Regions from separate parts of the Mus musculus genome. Here regions 1, 2, 4, 5, 6 and 7 are each linked to region 3. A link is a contact called in public ChIA-PET, HiChIP or PLAC-seq and promoter capture Hi-C data. All regions are on one chromosome and are shown on one strand. Each heading gives the region's core, a stretch centred on a gene start, on an enhancer-like site or on the middle of the called end of the contact. The rest is flanking DNA. Distances are from core to core; before and after follow the strand shown. Region 1 holds the start of Notch4 (notch 4). Region 2 holds the start of Psmb8 (proteasome (prosome, macropain) subunit, beta type 8 (large multifunctional peptidase 7)). Region 3 holds the start of Zfp414 (zinc finger protein 414). Region 4 holds the start of Cyp4f13 (cytochrome P450, family 4, subfamily f, polypeptide 13). Region 5 holds the start of Zfp952 (zinc finger protein 952). Region 6 holds the start of Cyp4f14 (cytochrome P450, family 4, subfamily f, polypeptide 14). Region 7 holds the start of Zfp763 (zinc finger protein 763).

Region 1 (3,660 bases), core at 819-3,318, 940 kb after region 3:
TCTGACAAGTCTCAATAGGAAACTAGTTGAAGTGACCTAGGGCTTATATGGTAGAGCCCTAGGCAAGCGGTTAAGAGTGATGGGGGGGGGGGGGTGCAGTTAGCTCTGTAGTGGGGCACATGCTTATCACATATGAGGCCCTAGGTTTGATACCAAACATCCCCCCAAAACACCTCAAACATCAGACAGTCTCAAAGTTTAGAGCCATCTGTAAAACCAAATAGCTGACTAAATTCCCAATATAAGGCTAAATATGATTATATATTATAATATATATTATATGATTATATATAATATAGTATATATATATTATATAATAGTATATATGTATACACACACATATATATGAATATATATATATTCATATGTGTGTGTGTGTGTGTGTGTGTGTGTGTGTGTGTGTGTAGTGGCTCAGTGAACCAGGACTGGCCCAGGGTGCATGAAGCTCAGGGTTTGATTTCCAATGCAGTGTAAACAAAGGGGACATCGGTGCACAGCAGTAATCCTAGCAATTAGGAGATGGAAGCAGGAGCATCAGGAGTTCAAGGTCATCCTCACCAACACAGCAAGTTCAAGGCCAGCCTGGTGGGGGTGGGGGCACACTGTCAGTGTTCCTAGCAGGCAGATCCTACTGCAGGCAGCTTCCAGGACTGCTCGAGGCTGAGCAACCTGCTCCTGCAGACAGCTCCTCCACCCTGGGCCGTACCTAGAGCTTGCAGAGCTCCAAGAATGGCTGACTCCAAAGCTGTGCTGGGTCCTCAGGGAGAGTGAGCCCTGGGCATTATAGCACACACTGTAATCCCAGCACTTAGGAGACTGGGGCAGGATGCTCGTGAGTTTGAGGCTAGCCTCCACTACCTGGTGAGTTCCAGGCCAGCCTGGGCTACAGAATGAGACCTTGTCCAAAGTTGAGGTTTTTTTGTTTTTTTTGTGTTTTTGTTTTTTATTTGGTTGGTTGGTTGGGTTTGTTTGTTTGCTTGCTTGCTTTTAATAAAGATAAAAGGAGGTAGCATGAACTTTTGGGGGTAATGAATTCCCTTTATGGTTGTCTTTTTTTATAGATGACTTAAATTTTATGTCTTGACTAACATCTTGACTGTACCCCAGCATCCTTTGTGGAGGAGAGAGGTAGAGGTGGATGAAATAGAGTGTCCCTTTGTTATTGGTAATGACAATATTTTACATTCCTCTCTGAAGGAAGGCCAAGCCTCCAGACTCGTGGTAAAGTATCAGTGTAGAACACGGGAAGCCTGGGTTCCGTCTCCACTCGGAGGAGGGCCCAGCGTCCTGTCCACTCCCCAGGAAAAAGCCAGGCATGGAGTCATGTGCCTGTAACCTCAGCACCCAGGTGGCAGCTGCAGAAGGATCCCACAGGTTCCAGGCCAGCCAGGACGATTCGCACAGCCAGGATGTTGCGCACAGTGAGATCTTGTCTCAAAATACCTTTTTAAAAAACTAACACCCCGGGCTGGTGAGATGGCTCAGTGGGTAAGAGCACCCGACTGCTCTTCCGAAGGTCAAGCCACCACATGGTGGCTCACAACCATCCGTAACAAGATCTGATTCTCTCTTCTGGAGTGTCTGAGGACAGCTACAGTGTACTTACATATAATAAATAAATAAATAAATAAATAAATCTTTAAAAAAAAAAAAAAAAACTAACACCCCCAGAAAGAGCCAAGGAAAGGTCTAAAGATCCCCTGGGTTTGCCAAAGTGACCGGTTTCAGTTCAAGACACGTTGCTGCTCCTTTGAAAAGAGGGTGTGTCACACCAGAAACTGAGAATCCTCCCCTTGTCCCAACACCTCTGTCTAAGACCTGCCCTTCCTGGGTCACAGTAGCATTCCCTTGCCACTCCCAGTCCTGTGAAAAGGAAGCCGTATTGACCATTAAAATGACAGGAACTCCCCCATTTGGCTGACCCCCCACCCTGGGCCCTAAGAGCAAACCAGCTCCCCTCCCGGCCAGCCACGCCCCTCTCTTACTCTCCCTTGTCTTCCTTCACACACACACCAACCTCTCGCTCCCCCCACCCCCCATCAGTAGGGTGTCCAGGACATTGTGTGACTCAGGAAACAGCTCAGACTGAGGCGTGCAGCAGGCTCAGGAGGAAGAAGGGCGGTAGAGGCAGAGGAGGTGGCCTTGCCTGGCCACAAGGGCTCTGAGGGTCCCTGCCTGAAGAGGGAGAGGAGATCCGGGCCAGGGGCAGGCGCTCTGGAATGCAGCCCCAGTTGCTGCTGCTGCTGCTCTTGCCACTCAATTTCCCTGTCATCCTGACCAGAGGTGAGGGGGTGGGGGCATATCTCTCTTGGGGAGATGCTTGGTGAGGTCAGGGAAGAAAGCCAAGTCCCAGGCTCTGAAAGGACACTGGAGGGAGGAGATTCTGTCCCCTCTAATGGGGACAACCTGCAGGGAGGGCTGACTGACTCCGGGGCTACAGGAGACCCAGGTTTGTGCCTGGTGCTAGGGGTGGTGCCTGCTGTTGGGTGGGAAGGAGGGTGTCCATGCCCAGGGAGAAGCCAGCTGGTTCTGAAGTAAGAGGAACAGACAGACAAACAGGAGAAAAAATGGACTGCCTGATATGGGGAAGAGAGGAGTGAGAAGCAAGAGATGGAGACAGAGAAGAGCCCACCGGCTCCCTTTCTGTCCAGATGTCCCCAACCCCAGTGGCTCATTGCTGGCCTTTCCTGAAGGAAATCCCTTAGGTGTCTCAGCCATTCACATCCCAGGAGCGCTCTTGGCTCCCTCCTAAGCCCTGTTGCCCTGCTTCCGGGGGATGGAGCTGGGCTGAACTTGGGAGACTGGAGAATAAACAGGAAAGGGGTGGGAAGAATAACAAGCTATGAATGGAAGGCCTGGGACAAGGCTGGGACAAGGGGACCCTGTGGAGACTGGGACTGGGGTGTGAAGGAGAGAGAGAGAATGATAGAGCACCATGCACCTGGGTAACATGGGGTGGGGGAGTGCTGAGCTGCTGGTCAGTGGCCTGTAAGGAGGACCTGGTGGAGGAAGGGCAAGCCATCTGGAGACCCTTGGACCCTGGGCTCCATCTCATCTTCCAGTCTCTTCTCCAGAGCTTCTGTGTGGAGGATCCCCAGAGCCCTGTGCCAACGGAGGCACCTGCCTGAGGCTATCTCGGGGACAAGGGATCTGCCAGTGAGTGTGCATCATAGGAGCGGGACCTGGGGAGACAGGACGGGGAGGAGGAGGGGGAATCACTGGCCTGAAATGTCCCTCTACCCCTAGGTGTGCCCCTGGATTTCTGGGTGAGACTTGCCAGTTTCCTGACCCCTGCAGGGATACCCAACTCTGCAAGAATGGTGGCAGCTGCCAAGCCCTGCTCCCCACACCCCCAAGCTCCCGTAGTCCTACTTCTCCACTGACCCCTCACTTCTCCTGCACCTGCCCCTCTGGCTTCACCGGTGATCGATGCCAAACCCATCTGGAAGAGCTCTGTCCACCTTCTTTCTGTTCCAACGGGGGTCACTGCTATGTTCAGGCCTCAGGCCGCCCACAGTGCTCCTGCGAGCCTGGGTGGACAGGTAAGTACAATCAGGAGGAGCCTGTAAGTCATTCTTGTTGCTGTGACTCAACTCCCCACAATGGCAGTAGCTGCCTGAAGGAAGGAAGGCTTTATCCAGGCTCAAGGTCTGAGGGTTC
Region 2 (3,590 bases), core at 86-2,585, 570 kb after region 3:
CACACCCACGGAGACAGTTGAGGAGCGGAGGTGCTTGTTACATGAGAAAATGTAAACTCTAGGAGATACCCGGAATTTACCACGAATGTGTTTCCCCGACCCGCTCCCTATTAGACGGGGTTTCAGGTACCTCACACCAACACTGAGCTGCTAAATCTCCGGTCTCCACCCTCCCGGTGCTGAGCTTGTATCACAGCATGCACACACAAACCTGGTTTATGTGGCGTTGTGATAGAATGAGAAGAAACGCCCAAAGTGTACAGAGAGAAAGGACAAGCAGCTTGCAATTAACCAAAGGCATAGGCTGGCATTTGGGTGTTCTATGGGTGTTTGATATTTGTAATAAAACTGGTGTTTTGTACTGTGGCTTCTCCCGTTTCTTAGCTCCCGCAAAGTCCTAGCTGAGTTAGTCAGCCCCCCCCCCCCCCCCAGGACAGTGTCCCGTTCTTCTTCAGAATTCTGTTTTACTTCTGGGTCCATCAGCTTTTATTTCCTGGGGCTCTCATTTCTCTTTACTGCTCACCCACGGACTCCTAGTGCTGAGCTGGACCGGGCGGCAGCCCCTCCCTCTCCGCACCCCAAGGCAGCAGCAACTGCATCTTGGAGTCCTTCTCTTCCTCGCTGAGGCTGGAGGAAGCGCGGTAGCGCCGCGGGTGGGGACCCCAGAAAATCAGACTGGATAACCTCGCCCGCCCGTTCAGATTCTTTCATCTTCTCCTCAGCGGCACACGCCGGGATAATCTCAATGAAATGGATAGGATTAGCCAGTAAATCTCTTCCATTCAGGGAGGGCCCGGTGTGTGACGTCAGCAGTTCCTGGGCAGATAATGTCCATAAAGGTTGCAAAGAAGAGGTGGGGTTGAGGATTCAAGGAAGGAGCGCGCAGCCCTGACTTGCGCGACGTGAGCAGCCCCGGGCAAGGGCGCGTCCTCGTGGGTGGCTCAGGGTAGTGAGACTGTTGAACCAAGAGGGGCCCTAGGAGGGACACATGAAAAGGCCCGACTGAGTCCTCTCCTTGGTTCGTCTTTCTCCGTTTTTTCCTGGTTGTCCCAGGACCTAAAGACCCCTGTGCATCCATTTATCGCATTTTCCAGTTTCTATAAAATGATGCTCATTTATTTGAGTGCTGCCCCCATCCCCAGGACGCACGCCTAGGTGGATCTGCTCAATACTCCTCTCAGGTTCCAACGTTCTAGACAACCTCTTTAGGAGATAGGACCCTATTCAGTCCTCCGCTGTTCCCAGAAGATGCCCCCCCCCGTCCCCCGCCTGTGGGTCTTCACGCACCCCACTGCTAGGCGGCCTCCGAAGGCGCACCTCTTCTTCCACCCCACAGCCCATTCTCTAGCTGGTTTCACTGATGTGGCAGCAGGAAAACTCGTCCCCAACACATTGTTTTAGTTCAGACACCCATTAACTGGGCTCTACTCGGAAAGGGCAGGGGATGGGGGTGGGGGACTGGTTCCCTCCCCTTGGTACTGTGGCTTTCGCTTTCACTTCCTTGTCGCAGAGTCGACGGATCTTCGGGGCCAAGTGGTCATGGCGTTACTGGATCTGTGCGGTGCCGCTCGGGGGCAGCGGCCCGAGTGGGCTGCCCTGGATGCGGGAAGCGGGGGTCGCTCGGACCCGGGACACTACAGTTTCTCCGCGCAAGCTCCGGAGCTCGCACTTCCCCGGGGAATGCAGGTGAGGACTGTAGGGCGTTCTGGAGAGATGCAGGAGGTGGGTGGTGGTGGGTGGCACAGAGGAAGGAGTGTCTGCCTGGGTCTGAGGAGGTGAGGACGCCAGGAGGGGCCGTCCAGGAGAGCAGCATCGAGGCTAGCCCTGAAGAACCAACGTGGAGATTAAGGCATGGGAAGGCGGGAGAAAGGGGTGGGGGAGGGACAGAAGGAGAGAGAGTCACGCACGGAGTTGAGACAGCGAGACTGAGAAGATGGTTGGTGCCAATCCCAAGACACAGTGCACAGACCACCATGCCTTCCACAGACTCACTGCTAACTACTACAGGGGCTGTACAGTTGTCTTGGAAGACCTATGAACTTTGGTGGCCTTACTTGGTCTCAGCAACCCACCCTGTGTGTCCTACGACACATTAGATGGCCTAGGTCTCAAGCCCCTCTACTGTAAAATGAGAGCAAGTTATTAAAATGTGCTTTCGAGAACCAAAGGAGCCACGGATTAGGAAACACCTTGAAGTCGCCTACCATGACCTTTGTTCCCACGTGCTGGAAAGCAGAAAGCTGGTGGGCTTAAATCCTGCTTTTCTTTCTTCGGAGCTACTGACATCTAGAGTCTGCAGACCCCTCCTCACTCTGCCACCCTGCCAGGAGCCTCCTAGCACTGAGGTGCCCCTCTGCCTCTTGCATCTCTTAGCCCACCGCATTCCTGAGGTCCTTTGGTGGTGACCAGGAAAGGAATGTTCAAATTGAGATGGCCCACGGCACAACCACACTCGCCTTCAAGTTCCAGCATGGCGTCATCGTGGCTGTGGACTCCAGGGCCACTGCAGGGAGTTACATTAGTGAGTATGTGTGCTCCATGTGTGCTCCAATGGTCCGACTCGTGGAGCTGTTCCCTCAGTAGAGCAGAAGGCCTGGGCCGAAGTTCAGACAGAGCTGGCATTATAGCACACTGAGGGTGGGGGTGGGATGGGGGGTGAGGGGTGGGTGGGGAGCTGTGGGCTCATTTCTTTGATCTCAAAACTCTTCCAGGCTCCTTAAGGATGAACAAAGTGATCGAGATTAACCCTTACCTGCTTGGCACCATGTCTGGTTGTGCAGCCGACTGCCAGTACTGGGAGAGGCTGTTGGCCAAGGAGTGCAGGTAGGCCGGTTTTATCATCTCATTTGTTCAGCCCCTCCCCCGTCCCCACCATGTCCCAGGTCACTTACACCCCCATCGGGTGATCCATTTTAGCAACCATAAGGGATATATATATATATATATATATATATATATATATATATATATATATATATCTCCTTCATGTGATTAAAAATCTCCCAAATCCTAGCCTGGGTCCCTGCTTATAAACCAGATAATCTGGCAGTCACTTAACCTGCAGGGTGGTATCATTTACTAGGCTTTTAAAATGCGGATCAGAGATTTTAAATTCCCAAACTCTCCTTTACTCTTATGTCCCGTCCCACAAGTCCATACCTTCCAAACACTCATCTCTACAATCCCTGCTCCCTCGTGCTATGGGAGAAAATGAATGCAGGTGTAGCTGCCGCCCCTGAGGCCTCCTTCTCTCTCCTCCTCCTCCTCGATCGATCGTACAGGTTGTATTATCTTCGGAATGGGGAACGCATCTCCGTGTCTGCAGCATCCAAGCTGCTTTCCAACATGATGCTGCAGTACCGGGGGATGGGCCTCTCCATGGGCAGCATGATCTGTGGCTGGGACAAGAAGGTGGGTGGCCTATGTCTGTGAGCCCCCCCCCCCCCCGAGGTGTCTTACCCATTGAACCCTCCCCTCCCCCATGCTTGATCCAGGTTTTGATGTTTACCAAAGTGTGCTGTCTTTTGTTTTTGTTTTTAAAATTCATTTATTTATTTTATGTGAGTACACTCTTGTTGTCTTCAGACACA
Region 3 (3,578 bases), core at 12-2,511:
AACCCTGTCTCGAAAAAACAAAACAAAAGAAAGAAAGAAAGAAAGAAAGAAAGAAAGAAAGAAAGAAAGAAAGAAAGGAAGGAAGAAAGGAAGCCCTACAGGACTCACCCAAGTTCTCTTTCTGACCTCCATACCAACATCTTTATTCTGTTTCAATAGTGCAGAGGTCTCGCCCTTGCTTACGAAAGGGGAGCTTGCTCTTTGCCAGCTCAGGACATCTGCGCCAGCTTGCTGTAGTGCTCTGCTTCTGTAGGCATCAAGGCACAGCTCAAGTCACCCCCTTAGACAGGCTTCCCTGACTCCTCATTTCACATCAGTTTTGTTTGTTTTCTTATCTCCTAGGATAGATCCAAGATCATTTTTCTGCTGTTGTTGATTTATTGTCTCTCCATTTTCTTGGTTGACTAGAGACTCCCAAGAGCAGTACTAAGTTCCTGGCACATAGGATGCACTTAAGGAAAGTAGGGTGGGCAGGCGACCTCTCAGTAGTAGTGCACTTGGGATTCATTTTCACACCTCTCGACCTGTGGAATTTGCTTGTTCCTGAAGATCCATTAGTTAGAGTGTTTCTCACATTGGGCTATTACAACAGATTCGTACTTGCTGCACACTGGATGTGCTGAAAATTTTATGGTGCTTGCTAGGAAGATGGGTCTGTGCAGACACAAGGGACCAGGGTTCAAACCCACAATCATGTAAATGAGAAAGAGTTTGGATCTCTAGCCCTCCCTGTGAGGCATAGCAGCTTCCTGTAATCAGGGCCCTTTGGAGGTGGACACAGGAATCTTCTGACAAGTAAGTTAGCTAGCTAGGTGGGAACTGGTGAGCTCCAACTTCAGTGAGAGATGTTGCCTCAGTGAATGAAGTGGAGAGCAATGAAGGAAGACAATGTCTACCTTGGACCTCCGCTCTTACCTGCTCACATCTGTGCATATACATATTCATTTGTACGTGTATGTGTACAGAGCTAAGGATGTGGCTTGCTTTGTAGAGAGTTTGCCTAGCATATATGAAAACTCTGGGTTTGATACTCAGTACCACCTAAAACCTGGTGTATTGGCATCTAAGTTCAAGGTCAACTTCTGTGTAAGGCCAACCTGGGCTATAAAAGTGGGGAGGGGAAGAGCTTTTGTCAGTTTTCTCTGAAATTTAAGACCAATCAAAAGCAGACCTTCTCTGTTTCTGTATAAGAGCTGCAGTGTAGTCTCAGGCCCCTCCTTCTAGAGAAGCGCCCAGAATTAGGCCACACCCCATGTCTCGCGAGATCTGAGAAGCGGGAAAATGGCGCCGATGTGAGCGAGAGACCGTGTCGCCGAGGAAGACGCCCCTGCTGGAGCCAGAGCCTCCGAAGGCACGGGAACCAGAGGTGTAACTGAGTAGAGGATGGTGAGCGCAGCACCCCGCACGCGGACGCGGAAGAGCAGCGGGACTGACAGGGAACGGTCCTGCCGCGCGCCCCCCTCCAGCTGACCCCGCCCCCACATCCGGGTCCCCGCCCGCCTCTGACTGTCACTTAGCTTTCGTCCAGCCCTGAAGGCCGGGCCACACCCACTCTCCTAGAGTTCAGTCCCTAAATTTAACACGTATTGGCTCAGAGCGTCTATCTGCTCAGCTCTAGCTTAGCCAGTATTCCCCATCATCACACGATCCACTGTAGGCCCTCCAGCATTTCCTAGTTGCTCCTCTAGGCCACACCTCCGCCCCTAGTGCCTCTCCTGCCAAAATTGAGGAAGGGATGTTAATGCTGCTTTTTTATGCATAATCCCTGATAACTCCTGCAATTGGAATTAGGAGACAGTAGCTCGGTCTGCCCTTATCTCCCGTATCTTGCTGGTGACTCAGAAAGTGGAATGACTGGGTAATATCTGGTGAGTGTTGAAGGAGTCTGTCTTGTGGACCTTTGTAGTAGAAGGGCATCTGTCTGACCTAGGGATCCCAGCCTGATTTTAGCCACTTCTTGCACCAGGAGGAACCATCCAGGCCCAGCTCGGACACGCTGACCACTGTAGAATCCAGCTCCGGTGAGCCAGACAAGGAGGTGGCATCTCCAGATGGGGCAGCTCCAGCCACTTTTTCCTCCGTGGAGGAGCCCAGCCCTAACCCAACAGCCATGCCACCAGTGTGGGACCATGGAGGACCTCTGCAGCAAGTTGCCTATCCAGCCTCAGACAGTTGCCAGACTGGCTCAACCAACACAGGCGTGGGGACCAATGAGGACCTTCGGTTGCCCAGACGCCGTCCACCGCCAGGTTATCTGTGGACCTTTCTGGGGAGTCACATGCCTTTGATAGGGCTGAGATGGTGCAAGACAAGGAATCACCTTTTATCCCATTGCGGGGGTGGGGGGGTGGGGTGGGGGGTGGTCTTCACCATTTACTGAGCACCTTGTCAATATGTCAGGTGTGGCTCCAGAGATGAACTAAACCAATCCAGCCCTTCCGGGCAGTTTATTCTGACAGTGGCTGGGTGGGGAGTAATCAAGGCTTTTGGGTAGGTCAGTAAGGAAGAGAGTAATGACACCCATTCGTTCCTGCAGGGAAACAAATACCCTGCTCTAGCCCCGGCTGCTGCCTCAGTTTCCCCAGTGTTCGTGATCTAGCACAGCATCTCCGTACCCACTGCCCACCCACACAGTCACTGGAAGGTAAGATGAGGGTTGCTGATAGTGAAGCAGATAGGCAGAGCCCCCCCCCCCAGAGTTAGTCTTAACCACCCCACTCCACATCTGCACTTTATCCCTACCAGGCAAACTCTTCCGATGCTCCGCGCTGAGCTGCACTGAGAGTTTCCCCAGCATGCAGGAGCTGGTAGCCCACGGCAAGCTGCATTACAAGCCCAACCGCTACTTCAAGTGAGAGCCTGACCATCCCCCTCTTTCAATTCCCAGATCTTTAGTGCTTCTTAGTGTGTGTGGAGGAAGGGTGGGTTGAAGTATGAGTGTGGCCTGGGAAACCAGCTCCAACCATGCATGGAAAACAGATGGGAATTAAGTCATTCTGGCTACGGGCTCAGTTTGGAGGTGCAGGGTATACATGCCGTGGTTCCGTCCAGTTCTACCTCATGTCTTATGTGGAAAACTGGCACTTAAGTAAAACCAAACTTGAGATTCTGAGCTGGAAAGGTCCAGAAGAATTAAGACTACAGTAAAGGAGGGCCTGTAGGCCAAGCTCCTTTACTTTGTGTGCAGTACTACAGAGATTCTGATATAGATACCCTTCCTACATCTTGGTCCCTGGGAAGCAGTGGATAGGCCCTTCCTGTTGCCCAGGATATAGTCCAGTACTGTGCCTGCCCCCAGGTGTGAGAATTGCCTCCTGCGCTTCCGCACTCACCGTTCACTCTTCAAGCATCTGCATGTTTGTATAGACCATGGTCAGAACCCAGCCCCGCCACCACCCCCTGCCCTGGACAAAGAGCCACCTGTACCCGAGCGTCCCCCAGAGTCCGACCCTTCGTCTTCCCTGGGCCTGCCATTCCCACTACTTGAGCCTTTTACCTCTGCCCCCACTGGGCCCTTCCTTCCATACTTGAACCCTGCACCCTTTGGCCTGAGTCCCCCTCGACTGCGCCCATTCCTG
Region 4 (3,395 bases), core at 877-3,376, 680 kb before region 3:
TGATATAGATAAGTTAACCATATCAGAGGGACTGTGATTGGGGTCATGATGACAAGATGTGGACTTGGGATGATTAATTTTGATTGTACATATGATAAGGTCTGGGATTAAGAGGCAACCCTCAAGATGAGTCTGAGAGAAGATCTTGAGTAGGTGGCACTTTCTGACCAGATACAAAAAAGTTTGAGGAAAAAAAAAGTGTTGCTGGCCCCTCTGGCCTTTTGTTTCTTGCACATAACTGCATCTATCTAATTTTTTGGGGGGTGGACAGAGTCTCTGAGATGTAACCTGACTGTCCTGAAATTCACTCTACAGACCAGGCTGACCTTGAACTCAGAGAGCCACCTGCCTCTGCATCCTGAATGAATTATTCAGCCCATCTTTAATGACATTAATTTCTGCTTCTTTGGCCTTCCATTGTGACCTGGGGATCAGAATTTTCTGTGGAACTTCCAGTCCTTTGAGCATCCAACCGGGCTTGCTGAGGCATCCAGTCTCATAGCCTGGGTAACTACTGTGCTCTCTCCAGGGCACAGATAGCCACTGTTGAACTATTCAGGCCCTGTTGATTGTAAGCCACTCTAACAAATTGTGTGTGTGTGTGTGTCGCACATGTGTGCACATATTATTGGTTTGTTCTACAGAGCTCTACCTGATCAGGAAGGTTGGCAGGAAGCAGCAGGACTGTGATGTAGAGAGGAAAGGGGTCCTGAGAGGACTTGGAATGACAAACGTGAATACAGATTTTGGGAGGAAAAGGGGCTATGGGAGAAAGCAGCGTTTGAATCGATGGTATTGGAGGTGAAACCCTTTTAGGTGACACTGAAATGTTAAGTGTGACTCTGGCAGTAGGGAACCAGTGCAGCATGGAGCAAGGGGCACTAGGAATGAGGCCAGTGGAAGTGTAACCACAACTGGAGAGGCCAGAAGGGTCCCTGGTGAAAAAGAACAGTCAGACTGGGATGCAGCCCAGCGGCCAAGAGCTTGCTTCAACTCAGTACCATAAACAAAACCAAAAAGCTCAACTACTGCTCAAATTGGAAAATAGAGTCCACTGATGGTTCTTGAGAGTGAAGAGCAAGATAAGAAAGCATCAGGCCCCGAGGAGTTTAAGGGAAGAGATACTACTCACATCTCTCTCTGCCCATCGGGTACAGACACTAGCCCAAGGACAAGGATGGACTAGGCAGGGGCCAGATCTTGGCATGATGCACTGAAGCCTCAAACTCTTCGGTGGAAACTGAGTGGACTGGGGCTGTCCCTGCTCTGTGCTGCCCATCCTGGGAGCAGTTTTGCATTAACGAGGGGAAGAGACCTCAGATCATGAGTTTTGATCATAATGTGACCTAAAGCAGGCTGGGAGCAAGGAAGGGAGGAAAGGAGAAAGGCTCGGATCCTGGAGAGGCAAGGCAAGAGTGGACTGGCTGCTGGGGCGGAGAGGTCTCCCTATGTCTCCCCTCACTTCTCTACTGTCCTGTGTTCCAAACCTCTCCTGACCCAAGTGCCACAGTATCTTTCCAAACACGTTGGAAACACATCTACCCAGAGACCTACCTACTGCCACACTCACCAAGGCCAAGTGACCCCAGAACCAGCTCGGTTTAGGGGGCTGAGGGAAGCAACGAAGGCGACTGCAGTTGTCATAGAAGGCATAGATCCAGGCCAGAATTCGGGCTAGAATCCAAGATGCCCCTCCCAGCAGCAGTAGATGCCACGGAGAGGCAGTCAGGGACCCCATTCCCAGCCAGGACAGACATAGCTGTAGCATCCTGCAGGGCAAATAGGCAGAAGGTGAAATTCTGAGGCTCCGGAGAAGGGTGGGGACAGGCCCGTTTACTAGATAGGAATATAGCTAGCGATATAGACTGGGAGGACTTGGGGGCAGCGCAGGAAGAAGAATGAACATTGAGAGAGAAGAGGAAGAACACAACAGGCAGGACTGTTAGCATTCTAGAGGGCCTCAGCCTGAAGAATAAACTACGGGCGCAATTTCCAGGAGACCAAAAGTCTCCAAGGTCAGCTCCCTACAGCCATTCCAGCTGTGGGCAGAGCTCTCCCTGTTCTGAGCCAGAACTCGCCTTGTTGCCTTCCACCCCGGCACCTTCTCTCACGAGCAGCGAATCTTCCACAACTTCCTGTCTTCTCTGAAAACATTTTGTCCCGGAAGCTGTATGGGAAGTTCAGCTGGGCTGAACCAACCAATCCCTCCAACCCTCAGCCCAACCTCCAAGCCTGGGCAGGCAGCCAAGGCCAGTGGGGGCGGGTCCAACCTTAAAGGGATGGAACTAGACTGAGAGTCATAGGCTTAGGTGGGGCATCCTCAGCGTTTAACCTTTCTGCCTGAACCAGAGACAAAGGAGTTACAAAGGAGATTCCAAGTTTAGGAGTGCACCTGCCCTCCAAGGGCTAAGGGGTGGCAGATAAATCTCTCTAGCTCCTCTGCATAGTTGTCTGGGTAACAGCATGCAGAACTGTGAGGCTCTGAAATGCATTTCCTCTCCTCTCCCCACGCCCAACAGCTGCACAGCCTGGCAGAGATCGATTTCTTCCTTCTTGAACCCTAGGTTCTAGGTGGACCAATAATTGCAACCCTGCTGGAACCCACTGGGTCAGAGAGTGTAGGTTAAGCTCATGTGAGGCTGAAGCTCAGAGATCTGAGGGAACAGCTAAAAGGGGCCGTGAGCAGAGGGGACACAGGCTGAAGGTCAGATCTGGGCGTGGGCTGATGTCATAGATATGCGTTAAATATTGGGGGTCAGGAAACTTCTATTTTATTTTATTTTGCTGGTCATGTTTTGTTCTATCCTAGGTGGCTGGACTATCCAGCCTCTGTCTCCTGACCCTCCAGCAGTGCCAGGCATGGGTTTCCTCTCATGGTGTGGATCTGAAGTTGGACCAGTAATAAATTGGCAACTTCCCCGAGTTCCTTCTGTGCCACCTAGCCCAACACATCTTGCAGGTAAGACAAATTGTGGACTGAGGGTTTTGTGGCTGGCTTGGTATCCTAAGCAATGAACTGGAAGCCTTGCCCGGTTATTGAAAATGGGCTGGTTCAGGCTAGGAGTTTTATGCTAGGAGTTTTCAGTAGGGTTGGCCTCCTGGAAGTTTCCATTGTACTAGGTTTCTACCTCACCCCCAAAGTGCCTCCCATTCTAGTCATTTCTCCTCACCCCAAAAATGCCCTACCCCCATCTCCCAGTTCTCCCAGTATTTTCTCCCACCCCCACCTATTCCTTCCTGTTCTATCTGTCCCAGTCCACCCTTGGAATCTATTTTATTTCTCCTTCCCAGAGAGACCCATCTGTACCACTTTGAGCCATCTTTAGCATCTCTGGGTGTGGACTGTAGCGCAGTTATCCTTTGCAGCTAATATCCTCTTAGAAGTGAGTATGTAC
Region 5 (3,243 bases), core at 705-3,204, 640 kb before region 3:
CATACCTCAATATGATCAAAGCAATTTACAGCAAGCACACAGTCAACATCATCCTAAACTTTTAGAAACTCAAAGCATTTCCACTAAAATCAGGCCTAACCTACGCAGTGGTAGCACATGCCTTTAATCCCAGCACTTGGGAGGCAGAGGCAGGCAGATCTCTGAGTTCGAGCCAGCCTGGTCTACAAAGTGAGTTCCATGACAGGCAAGGCTGCATATAAAAACCCTGTCTTGAAAAATCTAAACCAAAGGCAAAACCCATAACTTGAGTGTGGATGACACTTTCCCCCTTGTGACTATTAAGGCATTGGAAGGTCAGTCTCCTGGTAGAGAAAGTAGTGGAAGACATGGAGAGCTTCCAGAGTGAATGTTCGGTGTCTCTGGCTCATTATGACCTGTAAGGAGACAGTTGTCTGAGTCCAGTAGTCTTAAGGACAACTTCTCCATCTTACTGGTTGGGTCAAACTGAGTTCATGTTCCCAGGCCCAGGAACCAACTCTGATTCTGTTGTTTCACATGCTTCTTGCTTGTCTGATAACCAGTAAAGAATATATAAAAAAAAAAAAAAAAAAAGAAGTTGCCTGTTAAGGAAACTAAGGTACACACGCCATAAATCTATACACTGATTGCCTGTCATGACCTAACTGATTACATGCAGCTTGCCCACCCCTTTGCACCCTTATCATTTTGAGTTACAGGCCAAATGTCCAGGATTTCAAGGACATTGAAACTGGGTGGCCCCAGATAAGGCCCAGTCGCCAATGTGCATCACCTTCCTGACTGACTGCTCCCAGTCAGGGGCAGAGCCACAATGGAAACTCCTTTGTTCAACCCATTGTGTCAAAATATGAGTGGACGGGCTGGAGAGATGGCTCAGCGGTTAAGAGCACTGACTGCTCTTCTGAAGATCCTGAGTTCAATTCCCAGCAACCGCATGGTGGCTCACAACCATCCGTAAGGAGATCTGGCGCCCTCTTCTGGAATGTCTGAAGACAGCTACAATGTACTTACATGTAATAAATAAATCTTTAAAAAAAAATATGAGTGGACAATGCTACAGCCCACCCGGCTTCCCCCTGAACTTGTGGTTTCATCCTTTAATATGCTATACTATTTCCCTTCAGGTATGCAGTAGAGATCCCGAGCTGGCTACCTCTCTGTGTACTCAGAGAATAAAACTTTCATTTTAAGCTGCTGTCTTTGAAATCAATTTTCTTGGCTTCTCCCCGAACCTAACAGATCCACTGTGAAGCTCTTGGTCCAAAATCAGTGTTGATCTGGGAGGCTGAGACCATTTTACATTCCTGAATATAGAGGATTTCCTTGGGCAAAGAAACCTTTTTGGCTGACGTCCAAAGGCTGCTTTTCAGACCTGTTGAATCCTTTGTAGAAAACTTCGGGTGTGCAATTCCATTTTTCTCCAGACAATTTATAGTTGAATTCATTGTTGATATGTTTTAATTTTCTTGGCAGAAAACGGGTATATTGAAACACAAGGTTTGCGAAAGCTTTAGCTTAACCTCCCCAAATCTTGAGCTTGCATGTCAGGTCCTCTTTTTTTCCCTATGCCCCCAGATTGACATAGGGACTCTTCCTAAGGAAAAGTCTTGGGTTTTCTCCTTGGGGTACTGACACTAGAGGCTCCACTGTAAAGCTGTAGCATTAGTTCTTTAGGGGATAGGGTGTGTAGTTGGAAAACGCATGCACTAAGAATCCTGCTGAATGTTTCCTTAAATGCCACAAAACTTCAGGTTGCGCCAGGTTTGTTCTAGTGAAGAGCAAGCTAAAAGGGTCATGAGTGACAACTGTGATTTTAGCTGCAGCGGTACTCAGAAAGGCTGATTTCTTTTTAATTAAGCTCGTAGGAGGCAGGGGGAGTTATTCACCAATCAACGGCGCTGTTATTCCCCTGTCCAATAAGAAGCGCAGATAATCGAAGGGTTCCTCACTTGCTACCATCTTGAAGCCGGTGCAGCTGCGGGAAGAGTCGTGTCAACTCTTCTTCGGTTACTGTCACTTCTTCTAATTTCAGGCTCCTTGGAGAGGACACAGTATGCATCAAAAGCAGAGAATGGTGAGTGTGTCACGGGCTCCTGGCTTCGAGGATGGCAGATCTGTGACACTGCCAGGAGACCAGGGTCCAGTTCTGTCCCTTCACTACGAAACGGGTTTCATGCCAGTCCTTTCAGTGTGGGTCCATGCCTCGAACTTACACCTCTGCAGAATTTGCAGCGCTGGTAGATTGGTGATGCTGAACGCAAACTGCGTTTTGAACGACAGAGGGTGTGTGAGCGCTGTTGCGGGTCTTTCTGCCCTTGCACTTTCGTTTGCCCTGCTGTAGTTTTCCTCCGTGATCACGGTGTGTTTTTCTTTCGTTTTCTTTATTTTTTTCAGCTGTTGGGGGTCCCCCCAAAACAAAACACAAGCAGGCACAAGAGTCCAGCAAAGCAAGATCTTTATTTTAATTAAGCAGAAAAACCTGACCGGTCAGGGACAATAGCATAGACCCCGTCCCGGAAGGAAAATTGCACAGCATATTTCGGATGAGACCTCAGAGCAAAGGGGAGTGGAGTGAGTGGGCTGTAGCGTTGTCCAGCCGTATTTTGACATAAGGGGTTGGGCAAGGGAGTCGCCAATGTGATTTTGATGACTCCTGCGGCTTGTCACAGGAAAGGGGTAAAGGAATCATTGGTGATGAAGCCTCCCCTGGGCCACCTGGTTTCAAGGCTTTTTTCTCAGAATCTTGGTGGTCAGGCCTCATCCTGGACATTTGGTGAGTAACTCAAAATGATGAGGGGCAAAGGAGCTGGTTCCTGGGCCTGGGAACACGGACTCAGTTTGTTTCTGTCAGCAGGATAGTGAAGCTGTCCTTGAGATGCGTGGATTCAGACAACTGTCTCCTTACAGTAGGGCCAGTTGAACCCGAGGCTTTATTTATGTTAGGCAAAGGCTCCTTGTTGTGTAGAGGGCATTTTTCTCCATTGGAAATCTATTTCAACCTCGCTTTTGAGCTCTCTTTTGAATAATAATGCTGGTCAAAATAGTTAAAAGTGGAAATATGGAAAAATGGGGGGAAAGCCTGAGGGAAGGGATTCATGTAGCTGTAATTTGGTTTTCCTTGGTGGGTTTCTCCGAACAGAAAGAATTAGGAGAGTTCGTCAATTAGTCTTTAATTGGAATACAGTTCTTGGAAGAAATATTAAATCTTTGGTGTTTTTGCCTTCAACTACTTGTTCTATGTAG
Region 6 (3,195 bases), core at 632-3,131, 710 kb before region 3:
GTAGACTACTAGGTTTCTGTCTGCAGACCCTGATGTCAGCACAATGACAATACTACTTCAGGACAACTTTCTTAGAATGTTCTCAGAACTTCTCGATATATCACTCGTGTGTTTGTGTGTGTGTGTGTGTGTGTGTGTGTGTGTGTGTGTGTGTGTGTGTGTGTGTGTGTTTTCTCCAAAAAAAAAAAACATAACTAAGTTGCCTTCCCAGGATCATCAGAGAGTCCCTTCTACAGCCTTTGGAAGTGACACAGTCTCTGTCATAAGTGAACCAGTGTCCTGGTTGTGCAGGAATGACGAGAACCCTTGCATCTGTCAGTTTTGTTTCTTCCAGAGCCATGCCCAAGCCCCAAGCGTCCATTTCAGGCCCCCCAGTGGACAAGTTATATTGTCTACCTATGACTTTTCATGTCCTGACTGGTCCACAAGGTCTCCAGTTCCTCCCCTGAACAAAGGGCCACACACTGGGGACCTTCTACCCTAGTCAGGCTCCAGGGGAACAGAAGTGACCTCTATGTCTCTATTAGAGTGGCAGCTCCTATCCACCAGCACCAGCTGCCCACCAGCCTCAGACAGAGCATCCTGAACCTTTATATACAGTCCACATTGAGCCATTTGCAAGCAAAATACCTAGGGCTAAGCCACCTAAGTGGAAGAGCAGATATAAATCAAAGTCCATAGTATGGAGTAAAGGGTGGGGTAAAGGAAGGTTCATGGGAGGGTGAAGGACAGCTTTTATCCAGGTAGCAAGGCAGGACCCACTGTCTATCTTAGGGAAGGAAAGCATGAGAAGGAGGAAGTGGCCCAGGGAGGGGGCAGTGGGAAGTCAGCTTGCAGCTCTGCTGTAGCCCAGCTGGGCCCCACCTATGTGCAGTGTAGGAGAGAGATCAAAGATCAATACTAGAAAACCACAGGACAGAGATGGGCTCACACAAAGGGAAAGAAACAGTCGCAGTCCTTCTGGAACCTCAAATCCAACAGCAGACTGAGGAAATGCCAGGAGTTCTCACTCTGTATATCCCACCATGAGAATCTCTCTGCATCCTTCAGTGAGAGAAAGATAGAAATACCAGAGCAGCCTATGGTGAGAGTACAGGGGGTGAGAAAGGCTTGGAAAGACACACCAAAGGTCAATATCACCTAACCTTCTCCATCACTCCGAGTCCCATTCCTGGTCCCTCGAAAGTCTGTCCACTTTGACACTCCCACCCATCCTGCCATTCTTACCATGCCCACGTGACCCATAAGCCAGTTCCGTTTGGGGGGCTGAGGGAAGCCATGGAGGTGACGATAGTTCCTATAGGCAGCATAGATCTGGATCAGAATCCGGGCCAGGATCCAGGAGGCCCCAAGCAGTAGCAGGGTCTTCCATGGGAAGGCCACCTCGGGCCCCAGTCCCAACCAGGACAGGCTCAGCTGTGACATCCTGCTGGGTGAATAAATGTGCAGTGAGTAACTGAGGTCCCGGAAAGGGACAATAATCTCAAGACACTGGACAGAGGATAGAGCAGAAAGGAGACTTGAGAACCAAGGAAATGTTGGGTGAAGAGGTACAGGAGTGGAGAAGAAGATGAATAGGGGGAGGAGGGGTATGCTGGTGAGGGGAATAACCAGAGCTAGCAAAGCAAGAAGGAGCAGAGAGATTGATTGGAGTTAATACCTCCCTAAATTATGCAAAACTAACCAGGCTTCAGTTATTCAGAAACTACTATCCCCAAGGCCAGCTGGCTCCCTGTGGCATTCTTGCTTGGTCAGCTGGCCTTCTGCCCTGGCCTGGCCTTGAGTTTTACCCTCCCTGTTCCAGGCTAGGTCCCTAAAATATAACCACCCCCAGCCTGGCACCTCCTCTCAGGAACAGGCATCTACCATACCTTCCCTCTCCTCTGGGACTCTTTTATCCCTTGCTTCTTGATGCTTGGAGGGTGGGCCATTCTATGCCAGCCAATCCCTGCCTAGCCTGGATGCCTCCTCCTTGCCTGGGAAAGTGGCCAAGATGGGGGTAGGATCAGCCTGCCGCAAAGGAGAATTGTCATAGGCTTGCAAAAACACGGACATCTGAATCTTAGGACTATGGTGAGACAAGGTTGGCTCTGGGTTATGTATTCCCAGCATCCCTGCTCCTCCAAGGGCGTGGTACACTAAGTAAAAGGGTGAACTTTGGAATCTACAAGGTTGGTGATCAGGATGTGGCCAACCTGGTTCCCAATCATCTCCTGAGCTCTTGTCGAAATGGGTTGTGAGGATGGCAGGCACCAATTTTCAGTAGAGCATTAGAAGGCTATGGGATTGGAGCCTGCCCACCAGCTGCTCAGCCTGGTGGATTTCAAGTCCAGTCTCCTCAGCAGTACTTTTAGAAGCAGAAACAAAGAATGATCCCCAGTTGGGATTTTCAGGTCCAATATTAAAGATCAAGAATGCAGTGAGATTGGGATGGTTAGAGCTGGAAAGGGCACCAAGTAGGGGAGTCCTGTAGGGTTGAGAGAGACCCTGAAGAGGTGACATCCAGGGGGAGATGAAGCTGTTCCTCTGTGTGTGTGTGTGTGTGTGTGTGTGTGTGTGTGTGTGTGTGTGTGTGTGTGTGTGCGTGCATGTACCCCTATGCCAGTGAAAGCCAGAATAGGAAATCTGCTCCCCTATAGCTGGAGTTACAGGTGGTTGTGAGCCACCTGATATGGATGGGTGAGTGAAACTGATCCTCTTGAAGAGTAGCAAACACTCTAACTGCTTAGTCATCTCTCTAGTTTCTTTCCTTCCTTCCTTCCTTCCTTCCTTCCTTCCTTCCTTCCTTCCTTCCTTCCTTCCTTCTTTCTTAGTCTTTCCCTTTCCTTTCTTTCTGATCTTTTTCAGACAGTTTCTGTGAGCAACCCTGGCTGTTCTGGAACTTGCTCTATAGATCAGGATGGCCTTGATCTCACAGAGATCTACCTGCCTCTGCTTCCCGAATTCTTGAATTAAAGACATGCACCACCACCTTCCTTTTCTTAAATAGAAAATAACGCTTTTCCAAATAGCACTTTAGTTAATATTTATTCTTCTTTATGATCGTTAATTTATGTATTTTGAGTTTGGAGACAGTGTCTAATGCTATGTTGCTAAGGATGACTTAAACTTTGAAAACTCATAATTCCAAGCCTGAGTGCTGGAGTTACAAGTGTGCTACACTATCCTCAGTCTATGTGGAACTGGAGATTAAGC
Region 7 (3,388 bases), core at 261-2,760, 600 kb before region 3:
CAAGACTTTAAAAAAATTCATTGTACAAGTAATTTAAATTTATTTTCAAATAATAGTATAACTATAACCATGTTTCATAACAATGTTACCCTCTCCAAGGTCCTTCTCATTTTAGTATGTAACTGCTCATTATTTTACCTATAATTAGCTAAAATTGTTATTTTACTTATAATTAGCTAAAATTACCTAGTACCTGCTAACGTTCCCATCAATTTGAGCATGAATACAATACAGAGAGAATTTTAAAAAGTAGTCATTTTCTTTGTATTATTTAATACTTTTTATGCATAGCAGGATATAAAATCAATATACAGTAAGCAATGTCATTTCTCTACTCCAATAAAGACTAGAGTGGAAGGGAAAATCAGAAACAAAATACCATTCATGGTAACGGGAAAAGAATTAGAAATAAAGCCCAGTAAAAGGGTAAAAAGACTTCAGCGATGACAACTTCAAATAGTAAAGAAATAGAATACTCAAGTCCACGAAGTGGCAGAAATAATACTGTTCAAATGAATATTCTACTGAAAATACCAACTCCCCCACACCCCTAAAAGAATGTCATCTGGTAAATACTGATCAAATACTCTTAGTCACAATTTCTTCTATTTGGAGAACCGGCCTCCAGCACACAAGCAAACGATGTAGATTGGCAAGCACCTGATCTACTTTACAGGGCTCACAAAAACGAAGTCTAGGAAAGCTTTTTAAAAACCCGAATTTTGGCTTCAGAAATGGTCAGGGGGAAAAAACCCATCATTGTACTTCTCTACTTTCTCTAAGATTGAAAAATTTGGCCTACTCACAGACGGCACAATTAAATACTCTTTAATCTCATCTTTAAAGGGCAGCGCGCGCGCGCACACACACACACACACACACACACACACACACACACACACACACACACACACACAGAGAGAGAGAGAGAGAGAGAGAGAGAGAGAGAGAGAGAGAGAGAGAGAGAGAGAGAGATTAATAAGTTCTCCCGGCCTAGTGTTCAACTGCAGTACTGTGAAGAATATAATTTACAAAGGCGATGAGAGAAAAGAATCGAAAGCAGCAGAGATATGCCTATAAGGCATACGAGCAACTGCTCACACCACCCAAGTCCCCTTACACCACAGTCTGGACTCCGCGTCACCAACCTGCAGTGCTGCAGTGTCTGCGGAGGCGCAGGTTCCAGGTGAGGACTAACCCCATGAAGATAGGGGCCTGGAACGAAGTAGCTTCCCTAGGACAGAACAGAGCGGGCTCCGGTGCCCGGTCGCCTGCTCTGCGCACAATTCCAGTGTCCCGCTCCAAGGCACACTAGGCTGCACAGCACCAAGGGAACGGCAGGCAACAGCGCCACAGACTGCAGTGTCACAAAGCTTTCACTTACGACTCCAGGAGCCCAAGGCATACTCACCATTTCCTCTTTCATATGCATCCAGGTGTTCTTCCTAATAGGCCTAAATACAGGAGATATAGTCCAGCCCCAACACCACCACAGACCTTCTCAACAACACAGGACTCAAACATGGCGGCAAGGGCGGGACCTTCCGAATGTACCGGTTCGTCATTGGACAGTTCATGAATAGCAGTAACAGCATCCCTGATTGAGGAAAGATAGTGACAGCCTTGAGCTTAAATGCCTTAATTAATAACATTCCTCTTTCCCAGTGCAGTTAGAATAGCGGATTCTTTTGTACGCCAGTTTTTTTGTTTGTTTGTTTGTTTGTTTTCCTTTTGTTTTTTAAGTGGACTAAGCCGGTTCCGACCTGTTTTATAACTTTGCCTTTAAGGGGAACAGGCTACTTTATGCACTTTGTTCTTGTGAACTCTGGGGCCCTCTACTGCTTTGATTACAGTGTCCAAGTTTGCCCTGCACATTTTTGATTCAAGTTCTTAATGGGAAGACCCACAGAATCAAAGATCTGTCCAGAGACAGGAACCAGGAGATCCTACTATGCAAACTCATGACTTTGGAATGAGGTAAAAGTGTTGTAAAGCTCTCTCACACGTTATGTTTCAATTTATTGATTTTGTTTGCTTGTTTTTATTGTTGTTTTGAGGCAGAATCTCTGCTATGTAGCTGTGGCTGTCTAAGTACTCACCATATACACCAGGCTTGTCGCGGATTTACAGTAATCCAACTGCCTTTGCTTCCAGAATGCTGGAATTTAAAGGTGTGGGCCACTATGCACTGCTACTCAACCAATCCATTTTTTTAATCAATAAAATTAGAGCAACAACCAATGAATACAATTATTGAATTACAGAAACACGAAGTTACATAGCAGTAATATTCAACATAGAATTCAAGACATATATAGAGTAACTCTTCAATTCAGACAAAAAATTTCCTTGGCTCAAAATCCAGAGGGATGTCTACATCTACAAATATACACATACATCACAACCGTCAACATCACAGTGACAAACAGCCCTTCTGTAGTGCTGAGGTAGAGACAACTAGGAAGTCTGGGAACTCACAGAGGATGCCTTCTATTGCTTCCTGTGGTGGTGGTGGTGGTGGTGGCAACCTCTTTCAACACCTTCATTTAGGTGCTTCTCAGCCATTCGGTATTCCTCAGGTGAGAATTCTTTGTTTAGCTCTGTACCTCAATTTTTAATAGAGTTATTTGATTTTCTGGAGTCCAACTTCTTGAGCTCTTTACATATATTGGACATTAGCCCCCTATCAGATTTAGGATTGGTAAAGATCTTTTCCCATTCTGTTGGTTACCTTTTTGTCTTATTGACAGTGTCTTTTGCCTTACAGAAGCTTTGCAATTTTATGAGGTCCCCTTCCCCCCACCAGACTCAGAAAATCTGGAGGGGAACTAGAAACCAAGAGAGAAATACCCATCCAACAAAGAAATCCAACAAAAGAAATCCAACAAAAGAAATCCAACAAAAGAAATCCAACAAAAGAAATCCAACAAAGAAATCCAGAAGTCAGCACCTGGATCTGTAATTCATCCAAAATCAGATGCCTACACTTAATCATAAAAACACCACCAATAACAGTGAGGCTACAACATGTCTCCACTAAAGTCCAACTATCCTAACCACAGCAGGCCCTGAATATTCAATCCGACATAGCTGAAGCACAATGAAAAGACCATAAAACTGACTGTATGAAGATGATAGATGTTCTTGGGATGAAAATAAATAAATTCTCTAAAGATGGCCAAGAAAACACACACAAATCGTGGAAATAAATAAATTTAACTGTTCAAGACCTGAAAATGAACATAAAAGCAGTAAAGAAAACACAAACTGAGGGAATTCTAGAAATTAAAAAAAATAATGAATTCAAACATGCACTACAGAGGCAAACTTCACTACCAGAATACAAGAGGATGTCAAGTATTAAAGATACAATAAAAAATGAATACAT

What was found. Promoter capture Hi-C pulls out the DNA fragments that hold promoters and counts their contacts. ChIA-PET counts read pairs in DNA pulled down with a chosen protein or histone mark. HiChIP or PLAC-seq counts read pairs in DNA pulled down with a chosen protein or histone mark.
Region 1: a FOXA1 HiChIP or PLAC-seq map of pancreatic cancer cells shows a contact between it and region 3. The contact joins the promoter of Notch4 here to the promoter of Zfp414 in region 3. A contact is called at or near these places in 1 of 39 promoter capture datasets (cranial neural crest) and 2 of 115 datasets of contacts at active chromatin or transcription factors (bone marrow-derived macrophages and pancreatic cancer cells).
Region 2: an RNA polymerase II ChIA-PET map of memory CD8 T cells shows a contact between it and region 3, with 9 read pairs. The contact joins the promoter of Psmb8 here to the promoter of Zfp414 in region 3. A contact is called at or near these places in 1 of 115 datasets of contacts at active chromatin or transcription factors (memory CD8 T cells) and 2 of 9 other capture datasets (liver and pancreatic islet).
Region 4: a contact with region 3 is called in a promoter capture Hi-C map of hippocampal neurons, with 5 times the contacts expected there. The contact joins the promoter of Cyp4f13 here to the promoter of Zfp414 in region 3. A contact is called at or near these places in 3 of 39 promoter capture datasets (the 3T3-L1 cell line, hippocampal neurons and liver).
Region 5: a contact with region 3 is called in a promoter capture Hi-C map of the C10 cell line, with 3 times the contacts expected there. The contact joins the promoter of Zfp952 here to the promoter of Zfp414 in region 3. A contact is called at or near these places in 1 of 39 promoter capture datasets (the C10 cell line), 1 of 15 datasets of contacts at CTCF or cohesin (the NIH/3T3 cell line) and 1 of 115 datasets of contacts at active chromatin or transcription factors (large pre-B cells).
Region 6: a contact with region 3 is called in an HNF4G HiChIP or PLAC-seq map of pancreatic cancer cells. The contact joins the promoter of Cyp4f14 here to the promoter of Zfp414 in region 3.
Region 7: a FOXA1 HiChIP or PLAC-seq map of pancreatic cancer cells shows a contact between it and region 3. The contact joins the promoter of Zfp763 here to the promoter of Zfp414 in region 3. A contact is called at or near these places in 9 of 39 promoter capture datasets (the 3T3-L1 cell line, 3T3-L1-derived adipocytes, cranial neural crest and 4 more), 4 of 115 datasets of contacts at active chromatin or transcription factors (the NIH/3T3 cell line, acute myeloid leukemia, astrocytes and 1 more) and 1 of 9 other capture datasets (embryonic stem cells).

What each region holds. Positions count from the first base shown.
Region 1 is chr17:34,562,227-34,565,886 of GRCm38.p6, forward strand. Notch4 (notch 4) reads left to right here and starts at 2,069. Exons shown (of 30, transcript NM_010929.2): 1 at 2,069-2,283; 2 at 3,075-3,156; 3 at 3,247-3,542. The coding sequence starts at 2,220.
Region 2 is chr17:34,196,860-34,200,449 of GRCm38.p6, forward strand. Psmb8 (proteasome (prosome, macropain) subunit, beta type 8 (large multifunctional peptidase 7)) reads left to right here and starts at 1,336. Exons shown (of 6, transcript NM_010724.2): 1 at 1,336-1,686; 2 at 2,374-2,521; 3 at 2,712-2,823; 4 at 3,282-3,411. The coding sequence starts at 1,540. It overlaps Tap1 (transporter 1, ATP-binding cassette, sub-family B (MDR/TAP)), which reads left to right. Exons shown (of 11, transcript NM_013683.2): 11 at 1-366.
Region 3 is chr17:33,627,831-33,631,408 of GRCm38.p6, forward strand. Zfp414 (zinc finger protein 414) reads left to right here and starts at 1,262. Exons shown (of 6, transcript NM_026712.3): 1 at 1,262-1,386; 2 at 1,967-2,249; 3 at 2,537-2,644; 4 at 2,746-2,851; 5 at 3,299-3,578. The coding sequence starts at 1,384.
Region 4 is chr17:32,945,235-32,948,629 of GRCm38.p6, forward strand. Cyp4f13 (cytochrome P450, family 4, subfamily f, polypeptide 13) reads right to left here and starts at 2,127. Exons shown (of 13, transcript NM_130882.1): 1 at 2,079-2,127; 2 at 1,571-1,769. The coding sequence starts at 1,768.
Region 5 is chr17:32,991,185-32,994,427 of GRCm38.p6, forward strand. It overlaps Zfp952 (zinc finger protein 952), which reads left to right and starts at 1,955. Exons shown (of 4, transcript NM_001045559.1): 1 at 1,955-2,074. The coding sequence starts at 2,054.
Region 6 is chr17:32,915,461-32,918,655 of GRCm38.p6, forward strand. It overlaps Cyp4f14 (cytochrome P450, family 4, subfamily f, polypeptide 14), which reads right to left and starts at 1,882. Exons shown (of 13, transcript NM_001204335.1): 1 at 1,685-1,882; 2 at 1,228-1,429. The coding sequence starts at 1,425.
Region 7 is chr17:33,031,871-33,035,258 of GRCm38.p6, forward strand. Zfp763 (zinc finger protein 763) reads right to left here and starts at 1,511. Exons shown (of 4, transcript NM_028543.3): 1 at 1,412-1,511. The coding sequence starts at 1,432.